Regions from separate parts of the Mus musculus genome. Here region 1 is linked to region 2. The links are chromatin contacts, called in public Hi-C maps. All regions are on one chromosome and are shown on one strand. Each heading gives the region's core, a stretch centred on a gene start, on an enhancer-like site or on the middle of the called end of the contact. The rest is flanking DNA. Distances are from core to core; before and after follow the strand shown.

Evidence for each region. Hi-C and Micro-C count contacts between places; a contact is called where the count stands out from the background.
Region 1: a Hi-C map of cerebral cortex shows a contact between it and region 2, with 2.9 times the contacts expected there. The contact joins two enhancer-like sites. A contact is called at or near these places in 1 of 39 promoter capture datasets (liver), 2 of 15 datasets of contacts at CTCF or cohesin (liver and pro-B cells), 46 of 484 Hi-C or Micro-C datasets (the AML12 cell line, B cells, ECoMG-derived neutrophils and 30 more), 6 of 115 datasets of contacts at active chromatin or transcription factors (CD8 T cells, astrocytes, embryonic stem cells and 2 more) and 4 of 9 other capture datasets (adipose tissue, embryonic stem cells, liver and 1 more).

What each region holds. Positions count from the first base shown.
Region 1 is chr4:70,308,818-70,314,293 of GRCm38.p6, forward strand. All of the region lies in intron 14 of Cdk5rap2 (CDK5 regulatory subunit associated protein 2), which reads right to left. Among named protein-coding and RNA genes, the nearest start is that of Cdk5rap2, 99 kb to the right of the region's middle. Within about 2 kb of position 2,869, at least 59 of the 459 cell types and tissues checked have an H3K27ac peak or open chromatin away from gene starts, as enhancers often do. A contact at or near this core is called in brain, cerebellum, cerebral cortex and 3 more, where this site is marked.
Region 2 is chr4:70,257,307-70,263,394 of GRCm38.p6, forward strand. Cdk5rap2 (CDK5 regulatory subunit associated protein 2) reads right to left here. Exons shown (of 37, transcript NM_145990.4): 26 at 29-77. Among named protein-coding and RNA genes, the nearest start is that of Cdk5rap2, 150 kb to the right of the region's middle. Within about 2 kb of position 1,970, at least 41 of the 459 cell types and tissues checked have an H3K27ac peak or open chromatin away from gene starts, as enhancers often do. A contact at or near this core is called in brain, cerebellum, cerebral cortex and 3 more, where this site is marked.

The sequences.
Region 1 (5,476 bases), core at 1,619-4,118, 52 kb after region 2:
ATCCTGATGTTTGTCAATTATAATCCGACAAAGCTGGCAGGCAGACAGACAGACAGACAGACAGACAGACAGACAGGTGATGTCTAAATAATGATGAAAACTTGCCCAGAAGTTACAGAAGTCATTTTAAAGCTCTTACTAGACAAACATGAGACAATTTAACATCAAAATAATTATATTACAAAGTCCAAAACTGATACAAACAAATACATGAGAAAAAGGCTTTGTTTTATAGTAAAATGGTTTATTAATACTTATGGGAAGAATGATGGGGTCAGAAAGCCTATCCATTTGGCAACCATCATGGTAATAAACAATTCAGGCAACAGACATGAAAGGGTGCTAAACCTGGAGGGTGAGTCTCTGAATATTAGGCAATTTACAGACACCGCCCCTAAACTCTTCTCTAGTACACAGAAAAAAAAAAGAGCAACTGGATAGTCAAGAACCTGAAAACAGTCTTTGTGAATATATCAAAGCCAGCATAGCTAGTAACTAGACACATGGACTTTGTAGCATAAAACAAGAGAGACTTATGAACAAAGCATCGCCACTATGATACTTCCACAAAAGATGCACCAACCAAACCACATTACCAAACACACAGCAAGCAGGCCCGCATGAAGAGCATGGTAACCGTTCTGCACAGTTCAAATGGCCAGGGTCATGGGACTAAAGAATCAAGCCTGAAAATCTCAAGATGGGATTCCAAATCAGACCTCTGTGCAAAGCATTGCTGAGGCAGCCGATGAACTGTGACTCAGCCCGAGACTTAGGTGGCACTGAGGAGTCTATGCTCATTCCTGCTATGGTAGCTCCATGAATGCTAGGGAAATATCCCGTCCCTGGAAAAGTGAAGGCTGCTGCTCACAGTCTTCTCAACCTCACTAACACATAGAGGGTGCACACACAAATATGCCCAGAGAGCACAGCTGCACCTTCTGTTCGCTAACCTCCAACCGAAACTACCATCTTTCTATTGCAGTTGCCACATGAGCACTAAGGCTAGATCTATACACGGCCAGCTAAAATCGGCTATTTGTAAGTGCCAAAGAGATTTCAGAACACTTATTCTTCTTACTACTTCAAAGCTGCTGTCACTATCCTCACTGTTAAATTTTATTATTTGTATATATCAATTAAAGATATCATTTATCTAGAAAATTTTTTATACTTTGATAACTGAGTTTCAATACATTGGTTCACTTCCTAAGCCAATGCACGTGTAACGTCTGTGCCTTTAACCCTTTTATTTTCCAGGATATGGGTCTTTTGGCTTACACTGGGCTGCCAAAGAAACACAGTGGGCAAAAGGCTAAGCACCCTAGGACCAAAGAGAACAGTGCTGCTCTTCCAAGTCCAGCAAGGATGCTAATCACCAGGTAGATATCCAACTGGAAATCTCACTGCAGGCCACTGGCCCCAGTATTCCTAAATGCTTCTGCATTCAACAGGGCCCCATGGGGTTCTCTCAGAGCTTGCCTGCACACAAGCACTGGAAAGGACATCAAGACAAGGAAAGCCACCAAGTCTTTGATGTAGTCAGGGTATCTTGTCTCACAGTACACCATTTCTGCCTTTCCCATTACTAGCTATGCCGACTTCATAGGCTGGTTATGATAAATACTCTATAAGTAGTCTCCCATTGACTCTAAATACAACTGTGTGTAGAGATGACACCCTTCCTCCAATTCTAGAAATGAAGACACAGGGAAGGTGATCAACGTCAGAATCATGAGGTAGGACATGGGCTCCTCAGCACATCCATACCTGTCTCAGGAGGTTAAAAGACGTAAGTGAATTAATCAATGCGTGGTGCCTGGCATGGGGTGGACACTGGGTGTCGCCCTATGTACCATGCTCTGGAGCTGTGCTGCACACTTGATAAAAACCCTGGACAGTTGTAATATATGGAGTTCTATATCCACCTGCTCAGTTATAATATATGGAGTTCTATATCCCCCTGCTCAGTTATAATATACGGAGTTCTATATCCACCTGCTCAGTTGTAATATACGGAGTTCTATATCCACCTGCTCAGTTGTAAGTGAGCCAGTCCACTTCACTGATAATCAGCAGTTAGGATATGGACTTGTATGTGATGTTAAAGTTAACCAAGGGTTAAAAAATAGAGCAAAAAATGGAATTCTAGTGTAGAGAATTTCAGTAGTACAGGCTCTAAGCCACAAGGACTGGCATGTCAAGGCCCCAATTTGCAAGCCAGCTCTCCCCTCCTCTTTTTCCTGGCAGCCCACCACACTCCTTAGCTTCTGTCTTCATTCTTTTTCTCTGCCTTCCATCTCTGGGATCTCAGACAATCCTCCCCATGTCTCAAAGTCCCTCAGAGACCCCAGAGATGGAGAGACACTGCTTATCACTCTCCAGTGACACTCCAGTGCACTTCATAGGCTCTTCTCTAGCTCAATCTCAAAAGGAGTCTTCTCTAGCCAAGAAAGATGCCCTCCTCTGGTCCTGAAGCACCCATTCACTTTCACCCAGAGCTTTCGTGCCAACCACCTGTTCAGTCTGAGCAATGCATATAGCAGTTATCCTAAACCAGGCCTGGTGTCTGGCACAAATCAAATCCTGCCATAAACACTCGCTGAACTGATGATTAAATAGGTAAGAGGGGAACACAGGGACTGATATGAATCTTAAGAGCAGAGATTCCTGTGGATATTTTGCATAATGGAAGTCAGAGTGAGTCAACGTCTTCCTAGAAGCAAATTGCTCACCCATGTTAAATAAATGAACTCTTCGGAGCCATTTGCGTCCCATTTCATCAATCACCTATTCCCCTGCGCTGGCTCATGCCCCATTAGAATGAAGTCATTTGGCTCCCTCAGCAGAGCTGACAGCCAGTAGATTTCCTTGGCACAGAAGAGAGCTAGGCTGCCTGGGGATGGTGGGCAGTGAGGCACCCTCCCCAACAGCATCTCCAATCACGGAACAGCTCAACAGGAGGTCTCTCAGCACAGACACTTGGCACTGCGCCTGGCACACACCTTCATGTGTGGCTCTGCAGTGCATCCTCCACAGTGCACAGATCACCCACTCACCACTATCAGAATGTGCTAGAAACATAACAGCAGTCCACAGGCAGACACTGCTCCTCTGTGAGCAAGGCCCTGAGCCCTTATTAAACCAGCACAACTGTCTCTTGAGCATTCTAAGATTTAGACAGAGACATCTCACACCCATTTAGGAATGGCGGTGTCTACACTAAGTCCAAGTCTTTTGTCCTCAAGTCAATGGCAGTCCCTCAGGTTTCCCACAGCCGTCCACATGGTACCTATGAGAACCTTCAGTTTGTTCCCAATCCAAGTCACTCTTCATAGCTGCTGAACTCAAACTATTCTACGCTATATTCCGGAGCATTCAACCCAGAGCAAACTTACAAGCATGTCTTTATTATCTCTAATCCTCTGAGAAGGACAGATTAGAATCTGCCTCAAAGACTAGGAAGGCACATTTTAGAGAGATCTGGTGACTTGACAAAGGCCAGAGATCTAAAGTAGCATGACTGACATCATGAACCCAACAAGGGGAGGGGCACTTTCTGCCATGGGTTTCAGAATGACTTCAAGAAAACACATGTCCAGTGCAGACCGCAATCTGAAGAGACAGCAGACCAGTAAAGAGAAGGCTTAATGCATCATTTCCTGCTAATCAGGGCAATTTGGTGACCCGGTAGATGGATGGGGCCCATTTCAGCAGCTGTGTCACAACCCTGCAACAAAGACATCTATTTTAATACTCACAAAATGCAGCCGCATATCCCAACCAGGTCAACAACAAAGTTAGAAATCACGCCTGTGGCAAGTCACATATAGCCAGAGAACTTCACACCCTCTTCTTCAGTTCCCTGATCACCTAAGCATTAATTCTCGGGATCACACATGCTTAGCAGGAACAGAAACACTACCATAGCCCTGAGCTCTTTGTAAAAATGGGCAGAGGATAAATCCTAAATCAACATGAAATGGCCAAGGGCATAGCAGAAGAAATCCACATTTTCTACAAGGAAAGAACAACCATTTGAAAAGCAAACTTTTCTTAAGGGAATAGAGAAGAGACAGTAAGGCTATAACAGCCAGGAGTTCTTAAATTGACACCCAAAAACGTATAACTCTCAAGTGTAATTTACAATTCCTTATCCGCAATTTGCAATTAGTCCTGCACAACAGAATTATGTCCTTTGCCAAATATTTCAGCATTGTGCACAATATTTTAAAAATTGCCAAGATGTGGATACTGCCACATGTCCATACAATGTCCTGGTACCCATGGTTATACGAGGGACAGATATTACTCAGCACAAAATAAATTAATTAATCAAATATTAAAATATTCAATTTTCATAAGATCATAAACATCCTGATCAATGAACTACACAGGACTACGATGCTATTCCAAAAGCAAAGTTTAATAAGCACATGATGTAAATCAGTGAAGATCTCTTCTCTAAACTATCTTGTTTGGATTTCTACTGTTGCAATGAAGCACCATGACCAAAAAAGCAAGTTGGGGAGGAAAGGGTTTAATTGGCTTACACTTCCTTGTGGATTACACTTGTAGTTCCTTATTGAAATAGGGCAGGGACCTGGATGCAGGAGGTAATGGAGAGGCCATGGAGGGGTGCTTCTTACTGGCTCGCTCCCAAGGCTGCTCAGCCTGCTTTTTTATAGAATCTAGGACCAGCAACCCAGGGATAGTACCACCCAGAACTGGCTGGGACCTCCTCCATCAATAATTTTAAGAAAATATCCTACAGCTCGATCTTACGGAGGCATTTTCTCAATTCAGGTTCCTTCCTTTCAAATGACTCGAGCCTGTATCATGTTAATATAAAATTAGCCAGGACATTACCTGACCTAAACTGTTTAGTTTCAAAACATGCTACCTTTTTACAGGTCCTGTGCACCTCAACAGTTCCATGAACTTTGGTCCAAATCAAAAAAAAAAAAAAAAAAATTGGCTAAGACTTAGTTCTTGGACTGCTCATCGAGCCATGCCCAGGATCGGGTCTGTCACTGTAGCACCATGAAGGTACTGTCTGCCAAAACATTTCTGTGCCCTACTGGAAAACAAATCCCAGCCTACCCATCCACTACAACCACCACTGCCTCTCCATGAACCTGTAACTGTCCCCTCTACAGTTGGAGAACTGCAGGATGGTATGGCACAAGAGCACAAGGGCAGCCTCCAGCTCTTTGCCAGCCTAAGGTCTACATCTGTCTTGATGGATATCCATGCTCTCCAGTTTGTTCATTATTGTGAGAAACTCCTTTCACAAAACCACAAGTCACAATCAACCATTCATCAAGGGACTAATTTGCCTAATTTTAAAAAGGTTTAAAGAACCTGACCTATAGTTGACATCTTTTCTTTTGCACACAGGCTGCCCATACTGCAATATTCATATCATCACTCAATGCACATTTCCAGAGCCAAATATAGGGCTGAGCTCTGGATT
Region 2 (6,088 bases), core at 720-3,219:
GTTTTCTTAGCAGCTGCTACACACTCACCCCTTGAGCAGTTCATTCTGGGGATGTGGTTCCACTCTGGCTGATTTTCCTGGAAGCAGAGAGAACATCAGAGGATGAAAACAGTTTTCAAAACGGTTTGCTGGCACTTCCTTGTCCAGGTATTTGCAGAGCCATGGACCTGTCAGTTTCAGCTGAGTTTACTCATACTAGCTCCTCAGGAACTGGGTCCAGATAACTGGACTCAACTTAGGAAGCGGCCACAACGGTCTCTCTGAATGCTGCTCCTTCCACTCTCTAAACACGGTAACAGCAGGGCCTAGCTGCAAAGGCCTGTCATCCTAGCTATTTAGGAGACCAAGGCAGGAGGGTCCTAAATTCAAGTTGGTTCAAGCAACTTAGTAAGACTGTTTCATAATAATAATAATAATAATAATAATAAAAAGCACAAGATATGCTACTAGATCTAAGGAAACAGCTTAGTCAGTAAAGTGCCATACAAGCGTTAGGACCAGAGTTTGCTCCCTAGCACCTACTAATATATATTTGTATGTATATGTGTGTGTGTGTGTGCATATATATATATATGTATATATATATACATATATATATATATATACATATATATATATATATGCAGCAGCTTATGTCTAGAATTCCAGCCCTGGAGAGAGGGAGACAGAAGATCCCCAGGCCGTCTTCTTGGACAGGCAGTCTAGAAAAACCAGTCATCTCCAAGTTGAATGATACGGAAGATAGGGAAGACATGTAACATCAACCTCTGTCCTCTACTCCAGCAGCCCCTACCTTACACTTACACATACATACACACACACACACGCGCGCGCGCGCACACACACGCACCTGCACAAACACATGTATACACACATGAGCAGGTACATACACAGATACAAAATTTTTATAGGAGGGCTAGAGAGCGACTGTAGTGGTGCACAGGTTAGTGGTACGGTACAGCACAGGTGAAGTTCTGGGTTCCATCCCTAGTACCATAGAACATAACACAAATATCCTGTGGCACTAGAAAAATATATGCTCACCATGGGGAGTGAGCAATAGAATTATAAAGCCTCCTCTTCCCGCCCCTCCCCCGAGCTGGCACGCTCTTGAACTGCCTTCTGTTCTCTCCTCCAGGCATGTGGGCAGAGATGATGCTGACTTCATTTTTGCACAACCCATTTTAGTATATGCATTTCTCCTACTAAGTTTGCTTTAGAGACCTCCATTGTGAAGATCATGCTAACATTCTATGGCAGGAACACGTGGACTGTATCTTGCAGTTCCCTAGTGGGTATTTAGGTCATCTCCAAATTTTCATTTTAGTAAATAAATGACACAAATATATCTGTGCACACGGCTTTATCTGCATTTAAATTATTTCCCTAGGAAAGACGCTCAGAACTGGGATTAGTGGGGAAAGCAGTATTGAAAAGTGCAGTTGAGTGCAGTTGAAAAGGCCACTGTCGACAGCAGGGGAAATGACTAACAGAAACAACAAAAGAAAACAAAAATAAAGCACAGGATGCTGTTGGGAGAAAGACGCTGTGCTCTGTTCTTGCGTGTCATCGTTTGAAAGGATGCACAGGCCCAGATTTCAAAGCAACTAACAACTTTATTTTAAAAATACTTCAAAACTCTGGAAATTGCAGACCAGGATGAGCTCTTTGAAGAAACTGATGCATGGCTAAAGAAGAAGATAAAAAAGCCCTTCTTTCGTTGCCTTGAAAAAGGAGACTATAATTAGACTGTCCCCACAGTGCTCTAAACTCCCAAAGGAAAAGTCCCAAAACATCCCCGGTAAGGAAAAAGAACACCAGAGCGAGTGGGTTTGTTTCTCATCGGGATTCAGCTTACAGTTCTCACAGGGGGGCCTGCGTGGCAGGCAGGCTCCATCTCTACCCCGGCAGGTCACCACATACCTGCTACTGTACAGCACTGTTACCCTCAGAAAAAAAGACGCATGGACCCAGTGTGGAGGCAGCAGCCCTGAGCACAATGACTTTAGAATGGACTCTCCGCCTTGGGTTCACTATAATCCTACAGTACCAACACTTGCTTCCACTTTACAGCAGGAAGGGCAAGCCCGAGGCTCTGCGCTCTATTCTCACCTTACTGCAGGCTACAGCTCAGAAGCGAGCAGGGTCATGGCAGGTACAGTCAACACTCTATGCCTGGATTTTCTTGGTCATATCTTTCCCATACTAGGGAGACTCTGTGGCTTCCAGAGGTTGGCTGTCGACCAGCCTGGTAGATGCTCTCACGTCTCTAGTGCGTGTCTATGTGTGACTTCTGTACAACTCGTCAAAAGGAGGAAGTCATAGTGACTAAGCCAGATCTCAAAGCCCCAGAGTGAAGGATGGTCCCTAATGGGTCAGGCACCTATCTTCTGAAGGAACAGCCTAGTTGGCACTGGGGCTGCTCACCAGCCTTCAGCTGATGAAAAGCCTCCAACCTCAGACCTCAAGACAGGCCACCAGCCAAGCCTTGCCACCAGCTAGAAGCTACATAAGTACCGCCAAGCAAACACAAGATGGCAGCCTGCTCCATGGGGATCACTGTACACTGAGAGTCATTTCCTTCAGGCACATAGCAGATGTCTTTGGTCTGGGATAGCTGTAAGCATCCTGAGCCTCCCAATCATGAGTACATCTTAAAACCATCAAAGATCTGGACTCATGCCCACAGAAGCAAGTGTCTCAGTGCCACCAACAGAGTGAGCTCTCTCACTGTTAAATAAAAGATCTTTTGAGTAGCTTGTATTACATCCATCCATTCCTCTATCACAATAGGGTCCTTTTAAAGTGAAGTGACAAATGGCCGTCATTTGGGGATTCATGAGGGGATCGTAACCACTGATAAACTGAGTTTCTTGGTGGAAACTGCCTCCACATAGGTGGCAGGAGACCATCTGTCAGCTATGGCAGGAGCTTGGGATGCACAGCATGAAAGCACTGTTTCCAGCTCTCTGGCAAACCTAAGAACTGTGAGCTCATGCAGTGAGGGAGTATCATGTTTTAAAACAGACATCAAAAAAAAAAAAAAAAAAAAAAAAAAAACCCAGCTTTCCCTTTCTTGGGTGACAAACAAGAAGACCACAGTGAGAATGTGACTTGTGAATGGCTAACCAGACTGTCGCTTGCTGCTCTTCAGAAGCCTCTTTTGGCACACAATTTCTCACCACGACTCGACATGATCCCCGTACTCAAACCCAAGTTCCTGGTGTCTCCAACTCCAGGCCATTCTTCTTCTCTCCTTTCGACCACGGCTCCTCTCAGGAGCCTGGCACACACCGAGGATAGAAGGGTGGATGCAGAGCTGTCCGGTCTGTCCTCGGTGAGCTCACCTCCAAGGAGACAGTTACAGGGTGTGGGGATGAGGGACAGTGTGGTAGCGGTGAAGGCAAACACAGTCCAGTATCAGCCAGAGGGGAAATTAGAGGTGGGGGATGGAGGGAGCTTTGTGCCTCTCCCCTCCGCCCCAAGGTTCATTTGTTTGCTTTTAAGGCAAAAATCTTCTATGTATCCCAAGCCAGCCATACACCCACAATCTTCTTCCTCAGCCCTGCTTGGGATGATAAACCTGTGCTACCATGCCAGGCATCTGGGCTTCATCTCTGAAGCAAAAACCATTCTATACAGAGGAGGTGATTCCATGGTGACAGGAGTCAGACCCTTTGTTTAACAGCCTGGGACACTGTTATCATCCATCCCTCCTCTCCTCTCCCCTCCCCTCCCCTCCCCTCCCCTCTCCTCCTCTCCCCTCCCCTCCCCTCCCCTCCCCTCCCCTCCCTCCTTCCCTTCCTCCCTTTTGTCTGAAGTTTTCCCTCTTCTCCCAGTCCTTCCCTTCATGGATCTCCCCTCTACCCTACCTCCCAATCCTCTCTTCCTCGATTTCTCTTCAGAAAAGGGCAGACCTCTCATGGATACCAACCATGGCAATATCAAGTTACAGACAGACCAGGTACCTCTTGCAATGCTTGCTGTCACTTCCCAAATGCTGTATGTTTCCAAGGGCAACACGAGACACTTAAAATAAGCTCACTTAATCCTTACAAACAACTCTGCTAAGGTAGGTGCTGCTACTTCCATAGAAGACATATGACCTTTGAAGTCGAATGACCCATAAACCAGGGTATTAACTCCAATATCTGACTCCAAAGGCCACTCTAGCTTCCCTCTGATAGCCTATACCACAAAGTCAGACTGACATGTGTGAGTTGCAGATAACCCAGAGTGAAGTACAGGAACAAGCTCTCTCTTCTATGGGGTGAACAGAGAGAGCTTTGAGAGGAGCGATACAATTTCTATAGAGAGTGAGTACAGCCTGGGTAGAAAGGCACTGGTCTGAGCAGTCAGAGAACGGGAAACGTGACAGGAACCTTTGGTCTCCACATCCAGCCTGACTCGAATGAGACAGGGACACAGATATCGAAGTGGTCTGAACCGGCTGTGAAAGAAAACCTCCAATTCGGACTCTGCCATCTCCTGTGTGACCTCTCATGCTCCTCACATGTATAGTTCCTCCTGTGCTGAGAATACAGCAAACATACAGTGAACGCCACCTTCCACATCCCTGCACTGGTTTTTCCATCACACCAGGGAAAGTCTTGAGAAGGAATGAGGAAAAGTGTCAAGGCAAAGGATCCTTAGTGACTGGCTTCTATTTAAGAGGCTAAACCTTGACAGCCATACCGAGTTCACTGAAGGGCTATCTCGGAATTGTCTCTGCAGCAATTCTAGCACTCTGCTCAATTACTGCATTCCTCATACCAGCGTGTCTCTGAAGACACCATGATGGGCTATGCTGGGAAACCCGACTGCAACTCCAGCTACAGATCTACTCCGTGTCTGAGTCTGTGGAAGATCTAAACGCTACAGACCTTCACTCTAGGAAAGTGAATGCTCCACAGCATCTTCCCAGTCCAGACCCCTCATGGGACCCTAAGTTTCCAGCTCTGCCCTTAGCAAGTGTCAAGAAAGCGCATTACTACCTACCCTACCCTGCGGCTTAGATTCTGCCAACCGAATGCTGTGACAGAAATAGCAAGGATGCACTGAGATTCCAAGTCAGTGTTCTTTACAACGGTCCCCAAATGGACACAACCTAAGCGTCCATCCCTTGGGAATCATCAAATAAGGCAAGGGACATTTATATAGAAAATGTTCTGCAGCCACTAAAGCTTAATGTGTGTTATCAATCACTGAGCAAAGGGAAAGGTTGCAAAGAGTCCTGTTGCTATATAAAAAAAAAAACCCACATTTCTAAAGGGTCCAGGCACAGAAACTCGGAGACTGCCCATGCACGGCTACACAAATGATACAATCAGGGTAGTGTCTGCCTAGCTATCATTCCACAGGAAACATGCTTGGTATTACTTTTTAAGGTCTATATTTAAATGTTTGACAACCTTTGCCATACACCTACTTTACATGCCAATTACTTTATTGTAAATCCAGATCATAATGCAAGAGCCAGACTCCTACCATGGAATCCAAGAAATATCAGTCTCTGTGCCTCTTTTTCTTCCCTGCATAGGGAGGAAGCTGCAGTGAGGTTCCTGTGGCCTTTGTACCTCGAAGAAAGTGAGGTTCTACACGTGCCATCTGCTAGCTCTGAATGTTCCTACCTCCAGAGGAAACAACAAGCGGGATGTTTGTCAGATTCTGGCTGAGAGCGAAGACATTGAGCAGCCAGCTGAAGAGGGAGAGGAGCTGGTGCCAGAGGCAACTTTCCCCTCACCTCCCTGGCCAAGGCCAGGGCCAGGACCAGCTGAAGAAAACACAACAAAGCATTATGGGCTTGGTCAATCCAGTTTTATCTGTCTGACACCCACTTCCTTCTGCACTAGTAAGTGAAAGTGAGCTTATTTAGACCGCATGGTCCAGAGAGAACAGCCTTTATCAAGCTGCATATAGGCCAGTGCTCCTATACCCTGATCCTCAGGGCTCTTAGGGAACAAATGCCAGGAAGCCAGTCTATGACAGGTCTCTAGGAAAACCACTAATGGCTATCAGATGGGGGAACTACCCTGTGTTTATCCTGGAATTAAACTGTACATACAGGGACCAAGGTGAACTATCGGTT